Linked DNA regions of Gossypium hirsutum: all the other regions are linked to region 2. The links are chromatin contacts, called in public Hi-C maps. All regions are on one chromosome and are shown on one strand. Each heading gives the region's core, a stretch centred on a gene start, on an enhancer-like site or on the middle of the called end of the contact. The rest is flanking DNA. Distances are from core to core; before and after follow the strand shown. Region 1 holds the start of LOC107952073. Region 2 holds the start of LOC107952077 (long chain acyl-CoA synthetase 4). Region 3 holds the start of LOC107952485. Region 4 holds the start of LOC107952075 (receptor-like protein 53).

Region 1 (2,700 bases), core at 176-2,675, 210 kb before region 2:
ATTATATAAACTAAACAGTATATAATAAACTTATTTATACTGGTTTAGTAATTAACAAAATAAAAAATATCTCATAAATTCTAACTCAATGGTCCTATATTTTACTTACATAAAAAATAAAAAAAATTATGTTAAAATAACATAAATTATCAAAACAAAATAAACCTAATTGGACTATATGTTATTATTTGCATCTAATAATAAACAAAAAAATGTTAATAAAAAAATATAACAGAAACAAACCTCCACACTTTCTTTCAAACAAAAATAGTACCTTACAAAAATAATTTTTAAAAAAAATCAAACTATCAATAAATCAAAAACATTTGTCCAAAAATTCAAAAACAACAAAAATTAACATTTATAACTTATAAATCACAATAAACACTGAACTAAACGAATATTTTATGAATACTAAAAAATTACCTTTTTTGATATTTTTTGTTAAAATCCTAAACAAAATTCTCTTTTGATCTTTTTTTATATTTTTTTCAAACCCTAAACAAAACTCTCTAATCCTTTTTAACCTTAAAAAAAACCCCTTAATTCTTTTTTTCTATACCCTAATAAAAAAACCCTGTAATCGCCTTTTTATTCAAACCCTAAACTCTAACAAAATCCTTTTGTTCAAACCTCAAATCCTTAACAAATGTTTTTTTTTCCGGCTCTTCTCTATTTTGTAAATCTTTTTTTCTGTTTTTTTCCTTCTTCTCATTCTCTTCTCTTTTGATCTAATCTGTTTTCTTTTTTCTTTTTTTTTCTTTTTCACTTTGAGGGACCATGGTTATAAGGTCCCACAAACCCAATTTCACAAGACCTTAAGGGTCTCGTCCCATCACGACGCAGTAGTCGAGGGAATTAGGGTTGACACGATGCCACCTGTCAAGAGGGCTTCACCAGTGTCGCCTGGCACCCACCCTTCACCCAATTTTTTCGATTTTTCTTTTTGTTCATTTTCATTTTATATTTATTTTGTATTTATACTCACCTATTAAAAAAGTGTTTTTTTCACTATCAGTTAGAGAAGTCTGAAAATAGAGGTGGTGCCACCTATGCACCACCCTCTACCATCCCTGATATACCATTTTCGTAAATAATTCAGTTGGTTACCATTTTAGAATTTTTTTTTATATTATATATGCAAAAAAGCATAAATCTAAATTTGTTTTAAAGATAATTAATACCTAAACTTGAATATCTTACTTATATTGATACATGACTAATGTTGTTGGTTTTGTGTTCACACGTGCTATAAAAATATAAAAAAATTCGTAAATTAAAAAAGTTATTAATAATTAACGTTGCTTCAGAAACAGGAAAAGAAGATTTGCGATGCGATCCAAAACAAATGTCAATTATGCAACCTATATCCTTGGAACTCTGTTCCGTTTATATTATAACTCCTAAACGCCACCGTTTCCTTTCTCGGTTCAAAGTCTCCCTTTTTTTTCTCCCCCAGTTCCTATTCTGACTTTTTTTTTTTTAATCTACCCTTGTATGTCTGAGCTTCTTCTTTTTTCTCTAAAATATTGATGAAAAATCAAGTATTTCAAGTTTGGAAGTGGTGAATGTGGAAGCTGTCCAAATTAGTGTACAAAAAAAGGTCTCCTTTTTAAGGTTAGAAACCTTCAACCTCTTCTTCTTCTTCATATGTATTTAGACTGTTTTGAGGTTGCTTTTGATTAATTCTGTGATGAAAAGGTTCTTATTCTAGCACAAAAATTGGGTTTATGTTAAATATGGAAAGAAATTATGTTTCTTTGACGGGATTTTTTCTACTGCTAGTTGTTGTCGATTGCTCAAGTTCTGATCCAAAGGTGAGTTTTTTTTTTTAAAACGGAGAATGTTGATTAAATTGTTTAATTTCATTCATGGGATCAAATAAAATTTCTCATTGATTTTTCCTTTTTAGGGGAATGAACAGACTGGTTTAAATCAGAAATTAGATGGCACAGTGGAACCGGTGAAAGAAAATGGTAATTCTAAATCTGTTTCAGATTCAATTGGAATTAAAAACTTGAAAGGAAATGGAGGAGATCAAACTAATGGATCAAAATGAGATATTGGGAGTTTTACAAGTAAGAGTAATTTGAAACTGCAATCAGGTTCAAATGGAGGTGAGAATTTGGTGAAGGATGGGAAAGATTCAAGTAGTGAAGCAGAAGGAAAGTCAGACAATGAACAAGGAGGTGATATTGAGCACAAGGGTCGGGAAGAATCACATGTTGAAACCGGAGGAAAGACCAATGGTGGAGAAGGTGATAATGTGCAAAAGGCTTAGCAAGAATCACATTTTGATGCCGGAGGAAAGGCGGATGGTGGAAAAGGTGATAATGAGCACAAGGGTAAGGACGAATTGCGGTTTGAAGCCGGAGGAAAAGTGGACAATACAAAAGGTGATAACGAGTAAAAGGGTAAGGAAGAATCGCAGTTTGAAGCCAGAGGACAGGCAGATGGTGGAAAAGGCGATAAGGAGGGTCAGGAATCCAAAGGAGCAGTAGATGGTGCGAAAGAAGGTGATAATGAGCAAAAAGGTCAGAAAGAATCAAATCTTAAAACCAGAGGAGAGACGAATGGTGCAAAAGAAGGTGATAACATGCAAAAGGGTTTGGAAGAATCAAAACATGATAACAAAGGGAATACAGATGGTGAGATAGAAGGTAACAATGTGCCAAAGGATCAGGAAAAGTCAAATATTGA
Region 2 (2,700 bases), core at 185-2,684:
CAAGTTATAGCGACATCTAAGTAACTTGAGATGTCCACTGTGCAAATCAGATGAAACATGCCAGAATGATCATACCTCCATGCTTATTATCCATTCTGGGCAATTGGCACCATAAATACCACACTTTCCTCCCTGTAAGCAAGAATAGAAAGCTTAACATTATTTTTTTTAAAAACGCATCAATTGTGGGTGGATATTGACCCCAGAAATAGTATATTTGTTATAAAAAAAATTGACAATAATTTTACAATTAAAAAGAGAAAAAGAAGTTAAAGCATTACTTCCACAACATCACAACTTCGGATGGAATTCCCAACTTTTATTACAATGTCATAAACTTCTCTGTAAGTTTGCCACACGTATTTTCCAGCCTGCAATCAAAGCAGGTCAATTTAGATACATGAACTAAAAGTCAAAGGCAGCACTACAAACAGAACGCAAAAGTAACAAGAAAAAAGGAAACTGCAGCAGCAACATACTTTCCCATCCACAATCTGTCGGCGACCAAGCATACGGTTGTCAGGATATTTCTCAACTGACATACTGCAAGGAGAAAATGAAATCGAAATCATCATCCTCAAATAAAACATTACTTTTTCGTAAATAGGAGTTGTCATACAGTTAGTTAGCAAGTTCAATCAGCCCGTATCTACGATTCAGCTAAGTTATAAGGAGGCAATATTTTAATCTCCACATGACAGAAGCATCAAAACCAAAATAATTACTACTATTAAACAATTTATTTCACAGTTTTACATTGAGTTGAATGAAAGCCATCGATCTTTCAGCTATAAGAATGGAAATACCAGTAACTCGATTCTTGCTCTGTGTGAGCGTTAAAATTCAATAGTTTCAAATATTAGGCGTTTCGATCTGCATATAATTTTCTCATAGGATCCTTAAAAATACGTTTCTCGATTTCATCGCCACTTCGGCGCGAAATAAAAAAATAACACAGCCAACAAATTAAAAGAAAAATCTACTCAACTTAAAAAAGGGGAAGTAAAAATTCAAAAAAAATGGCAACTATTTCGAAAGCCATCTGAAATCAAAGCAAAGAATAGAAGAAGTCAAATCTTCTCCTAGTTTCCTTATTTTCTTAGCAGCCAAGCAAGAAGCTTAAAGTAAAAAAGAGAAAGCTAAAAACGAACCGGAAAATGTCCCAGCAACTCTCCATTCCAGGAATCGGAGCAGGGAATCCATTAGCAGCGAAAGAACTGCGATAAACAGGACCGATCGACGGCTGTCCATCGCTGGCGTCTTTACCTTTCTCTACCTCTATTACAAAATTATTTCCAGCCATTTGATCAAAATGTCCAAAATCAAACGATCCTTAGCTAGCTTTCCCTTTTATATATTCTCTCTTACAGCTCTCAATATATATGGAGGGCTCTGAGAGTGAAATGTGGAGAAGAATCTTGAGAAAATATATAGCGCCTAATTATTAGGTGGCTGTAGGTGACCGGTAAGAACGCTGTTTCTTTTTTATTATTAATTTTTATTTTTTTTTTAAGCTTGGGCAAGTATTTATACTGTAATATTAATAAAATATATATATTACTCAAATTTTGTATGAATTAAAGTAATATGTACTAAATAAATCAATTTATTTTTAATTTTTATTTATTATCCAGTTAAATTTATTTAATAAAATTAAAATATTTATATAATTTTCTGCTAATAAAATATTTAGGGCTTTGAAAATCACATAATTTAACATTTCATTTATTTTCAAATAATTTAAGTCAAAGTTTATAATTATAAATTAAGTAAATTTTATTAATAATAAAAATAAATTTAAAATTTTTAAAAATAATAATAACCAATTCTTTATTTAAATTATAATTATTAGGGTTCTACTTTTAAAACTAGTTCCAACTTTGTACAGGAGAAGAGCAAAATTAAAAGGTCAAAGAAGGACCACTTTGGATCTGTGGTGTGTCAGACAGTTCAGTTCGTATTAGATTTTAGTTTTTGATAAGCTGGGCTCACGATTGGAGGTTTTTTCTCAAATATTACTTTTTTTATTTTATTATTTATCAAAATATTTTTTTGTAATTTTTTCTTATTTCTCAATTTTTTTTTTATATTTGGACTTCGGCACTTATTGAAGATAGTATTATATTTGAATTGATTTTTTTATCCATTCAATGGAATGTATTAATTTAATTTTTGTTATATTATATTTATTTACTAAGAAATAGTTCAAATTTTACATATATTGAAAAGTTAAAAGATAAATAATAATTGTATAAGTTAAGAATGCATAATATTTAATATATATTAATTTTATTCGAAAAAATATTTTTAATTAACTTTTTAATTTTAATATTAATTTAAACAAAAAAATCAAATTAACTATCAATAAGAAAGATGGTAATATGGGATATAACAAATTTAAATATTTGAATTTGAATTTTTTTAATATTTTTAAAATAATCTAATTACCTTTTTTTAATATTCAAAATTAAACATTAATATGTTTTAAAATTGAAAAAATATTTTTTAGCATTTTAAATAACTTATTTTTTGAATATTTAAATGTATTTAATGTTTAAAAGTATTTATTACATTTTTATAATTAAAAAGATATATTATCAATTTCAAAATATAAATTATTTTTTTTCAATGTTCCTTATTATTTAAGTCCTTGTAACTTTTATTGTAATATCATAAAATTATCAACAGCTTTCATAAGGA
Region 3 (2,700 bases), core at 32-2,531, 180 kb after region 2:
TAAGCCAGCAGTTTTTTTAAAAATCGGGCCTGGTCCGGTATTAGGGCCTACAACCTTTTGTTTGCCCTTATTGGAATTTTTTACAAAATCATTCAGCCTATTAATTTTCGGGTCAACGCCTTTAATATACTGATTTCTGGGAGAAATTTCTTTCTCTTTAGAGTTTTGAAAGTCTGCCACTTCTCCATCATTAAATTCATTGTTTAAATCCCTATTATTTAGGCAACTGAATCGGGATCCTTCCCTTTTCTTTTCTTGAATTTCGGCAGATTTTTGAAAATTATCACGAAATTTATGCCTTGATTTCCTCTCAACAATCATCCACAACCCGTAACTCTCGTCTTTCTTCTCCGATTCTTCCATGGCCAACTTCTGGTTTTCCGGTACCGTTGCAGACAAATCATGATTCGCCTCAACCGTGGGTTTAGGACTTTTAAAAATACAGAGATTTTCCACATGTCCATACCTTCCAAAATGAAAACAGATAGTAGATAAAGCTTCATATTCCACTTTTTGCGTTCTACCATTGATCAAAATTTGTGATACCAAAGGTTCGCCCAGATTAACATAAACTGTTAATCTAGCAAAATGTCCCCTCGTCCTGCTGTCGGTATTTAAATCAAGCTTAACCACTTTACCAACTACTTCCCCAAATTCTGAAATGATTTTCCTGTTATATTAGTAGCTCGAAAGAGCTAGGAATCTGATCCATGCCATCACAACTCTTGGAAAATTCTGAGAAGGACCGAAACCCATCGTCTATGGTTGTACTGTCAAATACTGACCAAATATGATCGATGGTCCTTCAGCTAGGGCCTTTTTGAAATCCATCTTATTTTGAAATTTCACTAGAAAGTATCCATTCTCGATATCCATCATGTGCATAGGTGCTGTGGGTCTCCACAAATCGTAAATTTTATTCTGCAAAACTGTGAATCCCATATTCCGGCCTAGAAGTTTTAAAATCACAGTATTATCCATGCCTTGAACAAGGATTTGATGGATTCTGTCTGAGAAAGTTATGGAGGGTACGCCATTCACAAATGTCTTTTGGACGTCCCCTTCCAATATATCAATATTATCATTATCAACCAAACTATTGAAGACATCTTTTGAGGACTGTCCGACGAGTTTATCTCTCCAAGAAGTGAGTTGATCTGAGGGCGTATCGACCATTATTCCGCTCGTCGCCTCCTCTTCCTTATCCCGAAATCTGACCTTCTTAGGAATCAATTCCTCAACAATAGAACTTCCAAGACCAGAGTTCTCACCAAAAGTCATTTTTTTTTAATTTTAATTTTTTTAATTTTAAAATTTTATGATAATTTTTTATTCAAACATAAAATCAATGTCCAAATTCTTTAATGAACAAATTTACACTTAGAAATAACAATATCATTATAGCATAAAATAATTATGATTGGTATAAATATTGTTCAATATTAATATGATGGCTTTCTAAAATTAAATTTCAGTAAGGAACTTAAAGTGACAAACACAATTAAAAAAGTATTCAGAATTAATTATTGATAGAAAAACTATCAAATACAATAAAAAAGAAGTCCAAAATCATAATAGTAAAATAAAGAAAAAAAAGCACTTGCTCGATAGTTGAATAAAAAACATTGAAATAAAAAATATAATTACCATAAAAAAATTAACAAAAAGCCAATAAAGAAAAAATATTTATTAAATAATATATATTTTAAAATACTCAATTTGTCTTTAAGAAATATATTATATTCTCGTATTGCCACTATTTACTCATAAAAGTTGCTCAAATTATATATTAATTGATGGCTTTCGAATCCATAAAAAATAATATTTTTTATGTTTAAACCATAAATAAATAGCAATATAGAGAGTACGACCGATCCTACAGAGATTAGAATATCTAAAATTGTTGTTTCGGTTTAACTAAGTTGTGCACCAGACAATTATTATGCCCACAACATGTGACGATTTGTGCAAAAGTAAAAATGATGGATTTAAATATGATAAAGGTAAAAATAATTAAAATCTAGATAACAATAGAAATAAGCATAAAAGAAGTTAAATTAAATAAACCAATATAATGAAATTTCTAGCTTCAATCTCGATTTTGCCATGATTTCAAACTGATACTTGATAATAAGTCTCCTCCTTTAACTGAAAAGTCGATTATAGTGAATGAGGACGCCCAGACCACCAATCCTTCTGTAGTTTTACTTAACGAATAACCACGAAACACGTGTCCATGATTTAGCTCTTCAGTAGCTTTGGAAACTAGAAGGGTCTAACTTGAACCAACAACCTCAACTGCGCAGGTTGTTTAAACCTGATTGCTATTTCCTTTGACGGATCCAACTAACCACTTAATTGGACACACCAACGTGTTCTCCGATAGACCAAATATGATAGACGATCATATCACTTCTTCCAACTCTATGTTTATCAACACCGAATTAATGAGCTCTTTTTAATTTGATATCAATACAATTTTATAAGACGATGATACTTATATCTTAAATTAGAAAAATAACAAATACCAATACGGAAGTTTTTAAGTGTGGTTACGAATTTATTAACTCTCTACCGGCCTAAAACTAAATATAAATTTTAAATTAAAAGTTTAACAAAAATTAATTGAAAATAAAATGAAATTGAAAGGGCCTTGCGCAATATTGCGCAAGAAAAAATAAAGAACATGAAACAGAATTA
Region 4 (2,834 bases), core at 289-2,788, 130 kb before region 2:
TAGCTGCAACCTACTCATTTCAATTTTTCTGTTAATCTTCTATTCATTAAAGGGTTTGCTAAATCGGTCATGATTATTAGCAACATCTTAGAGTTCATTTAAAAAAACTTTCCATTGATTTATGTAGGATATTGAGAGAGAGCACTTAGTAGGCCTGTTCATGGGTGGGGCCACTTGGCCCGGCCGAAGGCCTATTCGAAATGTAAGAGGGTTTGGGCAAAAATATATGCCTAAAAAATGGGCTTGGACAAAAATTAAGGCCCGTCTAAAAATGGGTCGGGCCTCGAGTAAGACATTTTTCGTCCAAGCCGGCTTGAATTCACTAAAGGATAATTTTTTTAATATTATTTTTTATTGTTTTCTCCCTATTTTGCTACCATTTTACTATTATATTGCTACTATTTTGTTGTTATTGTTTGGATATTGTATAAAACTTATTTTATTGTTAATTTTATTATTATTTTAAAAATATTTGTTAATTTTGTTATTATTTTAGAGGCATTTGCTTGTTAAGTTGTATCTATCATAGTGTTATTTAAGTATACATATTTTGAAATTTTATTTTCAATTTGTTGGGAAATATTTATTTTGGTGTTTTTAGTATTTTTGATGTATTATATATATTTTAAAATAATATAAAAATTAATATGGGGGGCCGGGCTGGGCCTGAGTTATAACATTTTTATCTTGGTAGAACTTAGAAAAAACTTTAGGCACATTTTTAGGGTTGGGCCGGGCTCGAGCATAGCAAACAGGCTAAAATTTTTAGTTGAGCCCAACTTAGCCCGACCCATGCACACCTCGCAAGTGCATTTTGTTTTTGTTTTTATATTCTGATTGAATGATTTCTAAGTTTTAAGGTATTTCTTTTTTATAAATATTGTTGTTATTAATTTTTAAAATTTAGAATTTTTCATGTAAAAAATTGCACTTCCAAAGTAATGAAATTCCAAGAATTAAATTTTTTTTCATTGCAACACTAATTTTCCACTAAACCTGAATATTAATTCAGGTTCAGTATAATATTATTTATATAGTTACATGGTTGTTAAATAATTTTTTATTTTAAAATGTTACATTAATAAATTTTAAAAAAAATTAACAATTAAATCTAAAAAGTGTAAAGATTAAATTTATAGAAGTAAAAGTATAACGACTTATATTATATTTTAACATCTTATTAATTTTAATCCATATTTTATTATTTAATATAAACATAATTTGTAAAAGAAAAATTATATTGTTTATCCTCCCTATTATGATCAATGATCAGCATTCGTAATTATCTGTCTCTAAAGTTCGATTCCATGTTTTTTTTTTTAGAAATTCAATATGTTTTATTATTGCATGCGTTGGTAATTTATAAAATATTTTAATATTATTATTCATAATCCAAGTATTACCAGTTACCACTATTATTGATCTGGCTATCTATCCTGGGGAGCTTATACGCTTCGTTTTGGCATTTAGACAGATGTCAAAAATCTTGGACCGATTACATTTTGAGCCGAGTTCAAACGCGAATTTTAACCGCACCGCTTTTAATAATCCATTCAACAAATAAAAATAAAATAATCATTCCACTTTCTTCCACATTTCACAGTTCGTGAAGGGCAAGCAAACCAAAAAGCCTAAAATAGTTATTGACTTTGAACTTTATCTTTTCTTAGATTCAAGGATTGAAAGATCAAAGAGAAGCAAAACGAGAGCGTGATTTATCAAATTCGACAAAAAAAAAGTAATAAATCGAACGGAAATGGAGAAAGAGAGCGAGTTGATTCGGCGATGTATAGAAGCAGCTTGCCAAAGCAAAGAGAGCGTGGAGAAATGGCGGAGACAAAGAAGAACTCTGGAGCGATTGCCTTCTCACCTTTCTCAGTCTCTGCTTCGGAACCTCCTCCGTCGTCGCCTTCTCTTCCCTTCCTTGCTCGAGTACATTAACATTCCTTCATTATCACTTCAATTTTTCTTATATTTTTTTTCTGTTTTCTATTAGCTCAATTGTTAGATGTTACATTTCTAAACTAGATCTGAATTGTCTGCCAAAGAAGAATAAGCTGTGAATTGGAATTTATGTATTTTTATTTATTTTTCAGTTTAATTTTGAAACTTTGCTAACTGGTCCCTGTTGAAGTAGATTATTCATTTCATTTGATAATGCAGAGTGTTCAAATATAGTGTGGAGGAGATAGATCTTAGAGGAGAGAATTCTGTTGATGCGGAATGGATGGCGTATTTAGGCGCATTTCGTTATCTACGATTACTTAATCTCGGTGATTGTCACAGAATTAATAATTCTGCTATTTGGTCCATAGTAGGTATGTTTTTGAGTTTTTCATTTTTTAAAAATGTACAGAAATTATAAGAAGTTATCTGTTTGAATATGAAGCTATTTTAGATGCACTAAAAGAATAACTATTAAAAGAAATGGAGATCAAAGCTCATTTTTTTTTTCATATTGATAAGCTCAATATCTTTTAAAAATTTGTAGTTTTTTTTCTTTCTTTCGTGGTTTTAGGGATGACTAGTCTAAAGGAGGTGGACCTTTCGCGATGCATGAAGGTTACTGATGCTGGCGTTAAACACCTTATATCCATTTCAACTTTGGAAAAGTTATGGATTTCAGAGACTGGGGTAACTGCGAATGGGGTTGCGCTGCTTGCATCACTTAAGAATTTGTCTGTATTAGACTTGGGTGGTTTGCCTGTTACAGATTCCGCATTGAAGTCTCTTCAGGTATTCTTTCTTTACATGTACATATTCTGTATTCTTGCTTGAAAAGTTACTCTATATTTTATCATTGGCTGAAGGATGCAATAATCCATAATCATTTC

What was found. Hi-C and Micro-C count contacts between places; a contact is called where the count stands out from the background.
Region 1: a Hi-C map of leaf shows a contact between it and region 2, with 2.6 times the contacts expected there. The contact joins the promoter of LOC107952073 here to the promoter of LOC107952077 in region 2. A contact is called at or near these places in 12 of 34 Hi-C or Micro-C datasets (anther, callus, fibers and 3 more).
Region 3: a contact with region 2 is called in a Hi-C map of leaf, with 1.9 times the contacts expected there. The contact joins the promoter of LOC107952485 here to the promoter of LOC107952077 in region 2. A contact is called at or near these places in 3 of 34 Hi-C or Micro-C datasets (callus, leaf and seedling).
Region 4: a Hi-C map of leaf shows a contact between it and region 2, with 3 times the contacts expected there. The contact joins the promoter of LOC107952075 here to the promoter of LOC107952077 in region 2. A contact is called at or near these places in 15 of 34 Hi-C or Micro-C datasets (anther, hypocotyl, leaf and 2 more).

The regions. Positions count from the first base shown.
Region 1 is chrA02:47,068,859-47,071,558 of Gossypium_hirsutum_v2.1, reverse strand. LOC107952073 reads left to right here and starts at 1,425. Exons shown (of 4, transcript XM_041085612.1): 1 at 1,425-1,617; 2 at 1,925-2,700. The coding sequence starts at 2,597.
Region 2 is chrA02:46,858,946-46,861,645 of Gossypium_hirsutum_v2.1, reverse strand. It overlaps LOC107952077 (long chain acyl-CoA synthetase 4), which reads right to left and starts at 1,434. Exons shown (of 19, transcript XM_016887322.2): 1 at 1,152-1,434; 2 at 480-543; 3 at 282-371; 4 at 76-132. The coding sequence starts at 1,303.
Region 3 is chrA02:46,674,933-46,677,632 of Gossypium_hirsutum_v2.1, reverse strand. It overlaps LOC107952485, which reads right to left and starts at 1,281. Exons shown (of 3, transcript XM_016887736.1): 1 at 786-1,281; 2 at 55-656. The coding sequence starts at 1,281.
Region 4 is chrA02:46,988,471-46,991,304 of Gossypium_hirsutum_v2.1, reverse strand. LOC107952075 (receptor-like protein 53) reads left to right here and starts at 1,538. Exons shown (of 8, transcript XM_041085603.1): 1 at 1,538-1,932; 2 at 2,164-2,318; 3 at 2,519-2,736. The coding sequence starts at 1,757.